Linked DNA regions of Mus musculus: region 1 is linked to region 2. A link is a contact called in public promoter capture Hi-C data. All regions are on one chromosome and are shown on one strand. The core of a region is the stretch at or near the end of the contact, and the rest is flanking DNA. Distances in the headings are between cores, read along the strand shown.

Region 1 (4,229 bases), core at 1,491-3,990, 150 kb before region 2:
TTTGACGCTGCTGCAATGGCGGGAGTAGGGGGAGAGGTGAATGGTCATGGAGTCCACGGTCAGCTCTCTGCCCTCTCCTGTACATGCATCAGGGCGTTTACTTTGAGTCTGAGCAATCACACAACCTCAGCAGCAGAATTCTCATCAGGTGCACGGGTGTCCCACACTGAGTCCCTCCCTCCCTCTCACCAACACTCACTAGTGTCGGAAGTCCAGCTCTTGGGAGTCAGGGTTGTAGTTAATGAGGAGGCAGCGCTTAATGGTGTTCAGGTTCACCTGGGAGTAGAGGCAAGGGGACCGTGAGCCGCCTGCCTGGGGAACTATGTGCTGAAACCAGGGACCAAGCTGGGAAGGAGTGTAGCTTTCTCCAGCAGTCTGTGTCTGCAGAAGGCACTAGGATGCCTAGTGCAGGTGTTAGGGGCTACTACAACCAGAGTCCTCAGACTGTCTGAAGCACTGGCTAAAGGGGCCACCAAAGCCAACCACCAGACTTAAGACATTGTAAGGAACCTAATCTGAGAAGCACTGATGCCAGGGTTTAGCATCTGAAGCTCTGGAGCCAGGAGCGTACTTGACACTCTAGTCTTCCTAGGTGGCTTATTAGAAAAGACCACAAGTCTAATCCTAGCCTGGTCTAACATACGACCTTGAATCCAGAATAAGGGGCAGAGAAATGGCTTAGTTGGCAGAGTGCCGGCCTACAATGCACAAAGCCCAACACCTTTCAAGGTGTACTAAGCACAGAAGAGATGGAAGATCAGAAGTTCAAGTCCAGCATCAGCCTCAAAGTTGGAGGCCAGCTTGAGATATATGAGACCCTCCTATCAACTCCTAGCCCCGCCTCCGAATTTAACATCAAATCAGTTGCTTTATGCCAAGCGAGTCTCTCCACTCAATGGAGGCGTAACATGTGGTCTGCTCCCCCTCCAACTGTCCAACCCTGGCCCCGGCAGCTGTCACAGATCTGGCCCACCGTGTGCACGTTGATGGACGGGAACAGGTTCTGGAACATGGTGGCCATGAGCTTGATGTGCATGCCCTGGGGGCCGAAGCTGTTGAGCACCAGGAGGGGAGGGTGGTTAAACTGCTGCTCGTGCATCCGGTGTCGGCGCAGGGAAGAGACCACGTCCCGTATCAGTGTATACTGAAAGGAGGGAGAAGAGAGGCTAAGCACCCGTGTGACCAGGGCCCTCCCCAGGCAAGCCGGGCTCTCATATCTACCCTTCTCACCTTGCTGATCTGGAACGTCAAAGTGGGGCCTCCTGGGAGCCGCATCAGCTTCTGCCAAAGAAAGGGTGGGTGAGGGTGCAGGGGTCTGGCTGGCGGGTGGGGCGAGAGAAGGGAAAGCCCTGCTCCTTCACTTCAGAGCGTTTACTTTGAAGCCAGCATCACAAGAGCTCAGGGCAATGGGCTCATCATCAGACAGGAGCAGCTGGGGCTCAGGGAGGGAAAGGGACGGTGTGGCGCGCACTCACCAAGTATACACTGTTATCTGTTTTGGTCAAAATAAGGAAGTGTGTGACCCCCAGGGGGCCAGCCACTGCCACACAGTCCTTCAGGGAGTTCTTCTTTCGAACCTGATAAATGGAGAAAGAAACGGACACAAGGGGCTGGTGAGATGGCTCAGTGGGTAAGAGCACCCGACTGTTCTTCCGAAGGTCCAGAGTTCAAATCCCAGCAACCACATGGTGGCTCACAACCATCTGTAATGAGACCTGAGACCCTCTTCTGGAGTGTCTGAAGACAGCTACAGTGTACTTACATATAATAAATAAATAAATCTTTAAAAAAAAAAAAAAGAAACGGACACAAACATTGAGAGAAGACGTTTAAACGATTATTCTGAGATGGTATTTCTGACCACACACTCCTTTCTGGAGGTATTGGGGTTTTACCTGTACCCCTAAACTATTGCCCCAGCACTCAAAAATACTCTTTAAAAAGTATTTTTTACAAGCCTGTTGGGAGGGACGCAAAGATGGAGGTCAGAGGACTTCAGGAGCTGTTTCACCCCCTCCACTACGTGGGGCACAGGAATTGAACTACAGTTTAACAGCAAGCCCCCTTTCCCACTGAGTCACCTAGCGATTGCCCCCAAAGTATGACTTTCCGTTTTTTACACAAGACCTCACTATGTAACCACAGATGGTCTCTATGGTGATCTTCCCCCTCGATTCTATTCCCGATTTCGCCTGCACACCATTAAGCCTGGGTCAGAGGTGCTGGGGATTCAGCCAAGCCCTCCCACATGGAAGGCAGGCGCTCAGCTTCTGGCCCCAAGTCCTCGCCAAGATGCCGAGCCCCGAACCTGGAGCTGAAGGGCTGAGGGATACAGACCTGCAGGCGGGTAGCGGTGAGAGGTTCCATGACCCGCCGCACATCCAGGCTGAGCTGCCGGACATTGCGACCCGCTCGGCCTCGCGTGAACACGAACGAGTGCGGCTGTGCAGCGTAGGACTCGAGGTTGCGGAGCTGCGCCTGGGCGCGATTGCGCTTCTGATGTCGGGACTGCGGGGACGACAGGCAGGCGGTGAGCGCCCAAGCTTCGGCCGCGACCCCACCAGTGCCCCATGCCCGCCCAGGCCGCCGCGCCTCACCCGCCCGGACTGCCCCATGCTGCCTGCTTCCCCACGAGGCAGCCTCTGTATTCGCTTCCGGCGCACACCGCTCACTTCCGTGCAGGAGACGCAAAGAGGACGGACTTTACGTGGCCAACTTCCGGTGCCACGCGGCTCGTAACTCTTCCCACTTCCTGCGTGCCGGCCAGTGACGTCATCCAACGGTCCTTGGCTCCGGACGGCTTAAAGGACCGAGAATCCTTTCCAGGGGTCTTTATAAAGATGCCGTGGTCCTTTTTGCACAAAAGAGAGGGGCCTCACAATTATTTGAGGGTTCGAGTCCCTATCCTGAACGTTTCGGCAAGCGTACTGCCCCCTTTGTTTGGCCTTTCAGTTTTTTATTCTGAAACAGGATCTCACGCAGCCCACGCTGGCCTGCAACTAACAGAGATCCGCGTGCGTACACTGAGCGCTGGGATTAGAGGCATGTGCCACCCTTCCTGGCTGACTAAACTCACACAGATCCGTGGGCCCGTATCTTCCAAGGACAGGAACTAAAGACTTGTACCACCATGTCCACCCCCTCTCCAAATAGATTGTATTTATTTATTTATTTTTAAATATTTTTTATTACATATTTTCCTCAGTTACATTTCCAATGCTATCCCAAAAGTCCCCCATACCCTCCCCCCCACTTCCCTACCCACCCATTCCCATTTTTTTTTTTTTTTTGGCCCTGGCGTTCCCCTGTACTGGGGCATATACAGTTTGCGTGTCCAATGGGCCTCTCTTTCCAGTGATGGCCGACTAGGCCAATCTGTGGTGGTGCATATGAGGAGATCAGAGGGTCATTTTTAAGAGTTGGTTCTCAGGCTGAAGAGATGGTTCAACGGTTAAGAGCACTGACTGCTCTTCCGAAAGCCCTGAGCTCAAATCCCAGCAACCCCAAGGTGGCTCCCAACCATAATGAGTTCTGACGCCCTCTTCCGGTGTTTCTGAAGACAGTTACAGTGTACTTACATATAATAAATAACTCTTTAAAAAAAGAGTTGGTTCTTTCCTTTTGCCATATGAGGCCTGGAGATGGAGTTCAGATCCTCAGACTTGGTGGTAGGTGTCTCTACTCAACTAAGTCATCTTGCCAGACCTCTAAAATGTTTTAAAATATAATTGTGTTATGCTCATGGGTATTTTGCATGCACAGATGTTTGTGTGTCACTTCTGAAAAAGGAGCTGGAGTTACAGATGGTTGTGAGTTGCCATGTGGGTGCTAGGGATTGAACCTGGGTCCTCTGTAAGAGCAGCTAGTGCTCTTAACCCTGAGCTAGCTCTCCAGGCAATTTTATCGGCCAGTGACGTCAGCTTACCAGTATTGGATTCCCTTATGTTTTTCATTCATCTTTAGTTTGACTCCTTCATTTTCTCTTTCTTCCTTGCATCTATTTCCTTCCTTTGTTCCTGCCCCCACTTCTCTCTCGCTCATTCTTCTGCTAGTCCCATCTGTTGTATCTTAACAGCCATTCCTCTATTCTGAGGCCCTTAACATACCCCCAACTAAGTATCCTGGCACCCTGCCTTCTGTGAATAAAGATGCAGTCCTGATCCTGGGCACAGTGGTCCCTGACACTTGGGGCTCACGCAGTTGTCTGTCAGATCCTGAGGGCCATCTTT
Region 2 (4,152 bases), core at 514-3,013:
CTGGACCCAGAGTTCACACTCTCCTGGGACCCAGAGCTCCCACTTCAGCTGCTGCCGCTGAGGAGCCCTCTCATCTCAGTCCTTACAGTCTTGGATCACAGGTGTGTGCACCTGTGCTTGGTGTTTGTGTGGGATTTGGATTCTGGTTTCCATGCTTGTGCCACAAATTCTCCATCCACTGAGCCAGCTCTCTGGCCCAAGTGTATGGTTCTTGAGTAGCTTAGAGCTGCAGGGAACCTGACAGTCCTCTAAGCCTGCCATCTCCCCTTGAGCAGGTGTCCTCTTCCCAACACCTGAAAGTCCTCCTTGAAGTCTTACTTTGTTTACTTTAAAATATTTTCGTTTTTGTTGAGACAAAGTTACACGTAGACCAGGATGGACTCACTATGTAGCCAAGGATGGCTCGCACACCTGATCCTCCTCCTTCACTCTCAAGTGCTGGGCGACAAGTGTGTACCCCACCCATGCCCACTTTATCTTTATCTTAATCTTATCTGGACTTAGGGCCAATGCTTTAGGGGTCCCCACAGGCTGGGAAGGACTAGTTCGACTTAGTCATATACCCCAGGGCCTTTGCACTTACCACTCCCTTCCATTTACCTGGGTGTTGTTCCCCTTGGACCCTATATTTCAATACCCTTTCCTCTTCTTTCTGCTTCAATCACTTTCTCTCAGAAGGCTGCTGTGATCGGCCATCTAAAATCATTTGTTTGAGACAGTTATGAAGTGAGACACACGTGCAGGCTGCAGCGTCACAGTAGCCATGCTGAGGACTGGGGGGCTCTGAGTAAACTGAGAGAACACCAGGTAGAGAGGAAAGCCTGCACACAGCGAAGGTCCCCTCCCCCACCCCAGGCAGGACAGCCAGCAAAGGCAGGGCTCTCTCTCACACTGCTAAGAAGACTGTACAAGTGGAAACTCGAGGATTGAGCTGATCGAGGGCTGAAGGTGTGTAACCAACAGTCGACAAGATGCTTGCCTGTTTTATATGAAGCTCTGAGTTCCAATCCTCAACACCACACAGAACCAACTATGGTGTCAAATCCGGAGTTCAAGGTCAACCTCTATTCCAGAAGTTTGCAGTCTGTGTGTTTAGTGGGTCACATACCAGACATTCTGCATATCAGGTAAATACATTACAATTCATAACAGTGGTAAATTACAGTTTTGAAGTAGCAACAAATAATTTTATGGTTGGGGTCACCACAGATGAGGAACTGTGTTAAAAGGTCTGAGCATTAGGAAGGTTGAAAACCACTGCTCTATTACATAACATAGTGCTTGAGACTAGCTTTGGCTACATGAGACACCCCACCTCCCGCAGCTCTATAAACAAAACAAATCAGGCAGATGTACATAGCTCACCACCCAAAGCCCTGGATTCTGTACCCAGAATCCCAACTCGCAGAAGAAAGACTCTGGCAGGCGATTGCCACTAATTTGGGGCTAGCCCAGGTTACAAAATGAGACCCTGTCACAATGAAACAAAATGTATGACTCACACAGTTCTGGACTTTTTCACAGAATATTTTCTGTTGTTATCTGAAACTTCAGAAAGCAGACCACTGGAGAAGTGGGAACCCCTGTGCCCAGGGAGGTGCCTGAGATCACGGGTGTCAGCAGAGGCTGAAATTCCACGGAAGGGCGCTGCTACTCAGAGCCGAGCTGAACTTCCTTATCCTATCAAGGTGTTAACCTCCCAGCTTGTCTGGGGGCGGGGAAATCAGGACAAACTGCGTGAGGAACCTCCTGGGGCTGGGCTCAAAACTGAGGAGCTGGGGCGACACCTAGTGGTGGAGTGAGGTTTGTGCAGGACGCGAGGGGTGTGTGTGCTTGTGTGAGTGTGTGCACGCCCGCCTGTGCGGGCATACATTTAACAGACATACCTTGGTTAGGGCTCCTCACAAGCACTCCACTTGGTTTTGTTGTTGGTACTGTTTGTTTGGTTTTGGTTTTCCAAGACAGGGTTTCCCCGTGTAGCCCTAGCTGTCTAGGAATTCACTCTGTAGACCTGGCTGTCCTCGAAGTCACAGAACTCTGCCAGCCTCAGCCCCCGTAGTGCTAGGATTAAAGGCGTGCGCCACCACCCTCTGGCTTTATTTTGTTTTTAAATTTTAATCACATTTATTTATTTAGGAAGGGGAGAGTTCTTAGCTTGGTGCCCACAGGAAGTCAGAGATGTCAAGGTTAGACGACAACTTCGGGGGTCAGTTCTCTCTTTCACTGTTTGGAACTCAGGTCTTCAGGTTTGGCGCCAAGCTACCTTAGTCTCTGAATCTTCTCACCTGCATCACTTCGTGTTGTTGAGAGAGGATCTTTCACTGGCCTGGAGCTTACCAAGTACGGGACTGGGTATGGTCACCCTAGGGCTGACAGATTTTCTCACATCCAGAGAACCAAGAATCCACACTAAGCACAGGGTGGCAGCAGCCCCAATACGCTTGGTACATCTGTGCCTCAGGCTAGTCTAAGAGGAAGCAGGAAACACCTGAGTGGAGCTAAGAGATTGGGTGAGGTGTGTTTGGAAAGCTGTTCACCTGAACACCAGTAAACTTAGAGTCTCTGGCTCCTGCCCCGCTCCTCCCCACCCCGTTCCTCCCCCCCCCACGCCCGTGTGTAGGTATGTGTATGTTAGCATGTATGTGGCCAAGTGTGCATCTGAAGGCCAGAGGTTGGCATCTGTGGTCTTCCTAGGTTGCTTTCTATTGTATGTTTTGGCGTGATCTGTCCACGTACTTGGAACATGCTGCTCTGGTTAGTCTAGCAGGGCAGCTCTCTCTGAAGTTCCTATTCCCACCATGTGAGTGCTGAGGTTCTACGCAGCCCACGCCCACCTGACATTTACACGGGCTTTGGGAATCAGAACTCAGGTCTTCATACTTCATGTGGCAAGCACTTTACCCACTGAACCATTTCATTTATTTACCCGAGTGTGAGCGTGTGTCTGATTCTGGCGGCCAGAGGACAGCGTGCAGGAGTTGGTTCTCTCCTCTTACCATATGGGTTCTAGGGCTAGAACTCAGGTCGCCAGTCTTAGCAGCAATCTCCTTTACCTGCTAAGCCATCTTGCCAGCCCCTTTACACACAGTTCTAATGATCTGTACTACTGGATGCCAAGTCCTACTTAGAAGACAGAACTATAAAATGTCACTGCACAAAAATAAAGGAAGTCAAAAGTAAAGTCAGTCAAGGCCGTGAAGAGGATACACAACTCCTCATTCCCTAATCCCAGAGATCCCGATTAGCCTCAAGAAAAGCACAGTGAGGCTGGAGAGATGGCTCCACAGTTAAGAGCACTGGCTGCCCTTCCAGAGGACCTGGGTTCAATCCCCAGCACCCATGTAGCAGCTCACACGTGTCTGTAACTCCAAAGTATCTGTCCTCCTCCTACAGACATTCATGCTTTAAGGCAAAATACCAGTCCACATGAAATAAAAATAAACAAATCATTTTTAATATAAAAAGAAAGAAAGAGGGGGCTGGAGAGATGGCTCATCAGCTGAGAGCGCTGGCTGCTCTTCCAGAGCGGCTGAGTTCAAGTCCCAGGACCACATGGTGGCTCTGATGCCCTCTTCTGGCCAGCAGGTGTATATGCAGATAGAACACTAAAAAAAAAAAAATACATAAATCTTAACATAAAAAAAAAAAAGGAAAGAAAAACACAGTAAATACACTGAGAGAGGGATGCTTTCCCCTTGTTTCTCTGGTAATTTCAGTGTGACACACTGGTGACAGGGAGAGATGAGAGACACAGCTCGCTTTGGAGAGTCTGAGAGTCTACAAGTCCAAGAGACAGATGCAAGCTGGGTACGGTGGTACATGCCTGCCATCTTAGCTCTCTGAAGGCTGAGGCACAAAACTTGAAAGTTGAAGGCTGGCTTGGGCAACTTAACAAGCCTTTGTTTTAAAATAAAACAAAAGGAAGCTAGGGGCGTGGCTCAGCTGTAGAGCCCCTGCCTAGAATCCCTGGGGAAAGGGGCTGGGGACAAGGCTCAGTGTCACACAAGTGTAGTATGCAGAGGATCGTTTGCTGAGCCGACATGGACCGGAAATACATGGCTTCTGGGAATGGGAACTCAGGTTGGGTGTGGATGGGAGGTGAGATCAGAGGTGAATGTGGGAAGGATGGTTGTGATCTGGTTACAAAGACCT

What was found. Promoter capture Hi-C pulls out the DNA fragments that hold promoters and counts their contacts.
Region 1: a contact with region 2 is called in a promoter capture Hi-C map of neural stem cells. The contact joins the promoter of Ppan here to the enhancer-like site in region 2. A contact is called at or near these places in 8 of 39 promoter capture datasets (the 3T3-L1 cell line, cranial neural crest, embryonic stem cells and 2 more), 1 of 15 datasets of contacts at CTCF or cohesin (embryonic stem cells), 15 of 484 Hi-C or Micro-C datasets (the G1E-ER4 cell line, adipose-derived mesenchymal stem cells, cortical neurons and 7 more), 16 of 115 datasets of contacts at active chromatin or transcription factors (the 230-238 cell line, the NIH/3T3 cell line, acute myeloid leukemia and 7 more) and 3 of 9 other capture datasets (adipose tissue, embryonic stem cells and pancreatic islet).

Annotation. Positions count from the first base shown.
Region 1 is chr9:20,886,686-20,890,914 of GRCm38.p6, reverse strand. Ppan (peter pan homolog) reads right to left here and starts at 2,740. Exons shown (of 11, transcript NM_145610.2): 1 at 2,598-2,740; 2 at 2,338-2,508; 3 at 1,476-1,577; 4 at 1,231-1,281; 5 at 974-1,144; 6 at 200-276; 7 at 1-10. The coding sequence starts at 2,615. It overlaps LOC115487308 (a small nucleolar RNA gene), which reads right to left and starts at 1,431; the gene lies at 1,347-1,431. It overlaps LOC115487312 (a small nucleolar RNA gene), which reads right to left and starts at 158; the gene lies at 79-158.
Region 2 is chr9:20,738,217-20,742,368 of GRCm38.p6, reverse strand. Gm39299 (a long non-coding RNA gene) reads right to left here. Exons shown (of 4, transcript XR_003948292.1): 2 at 601-3,605. It also overlaps a transcript of Olfm2 not described here. Among named protein-coding and RNA genes, the nearest start is that of Gm39299, 13 kb to the right of the region's middle. Within about 2 kb of position 1,763, at least 37 of the 459 cell types and tissues checked have an H3K27ac peak or open chromatin away from gene starts, as enhancers often do. A contact at or near this core is called in neural stem cells and rod photoreceptor, where this site is marked.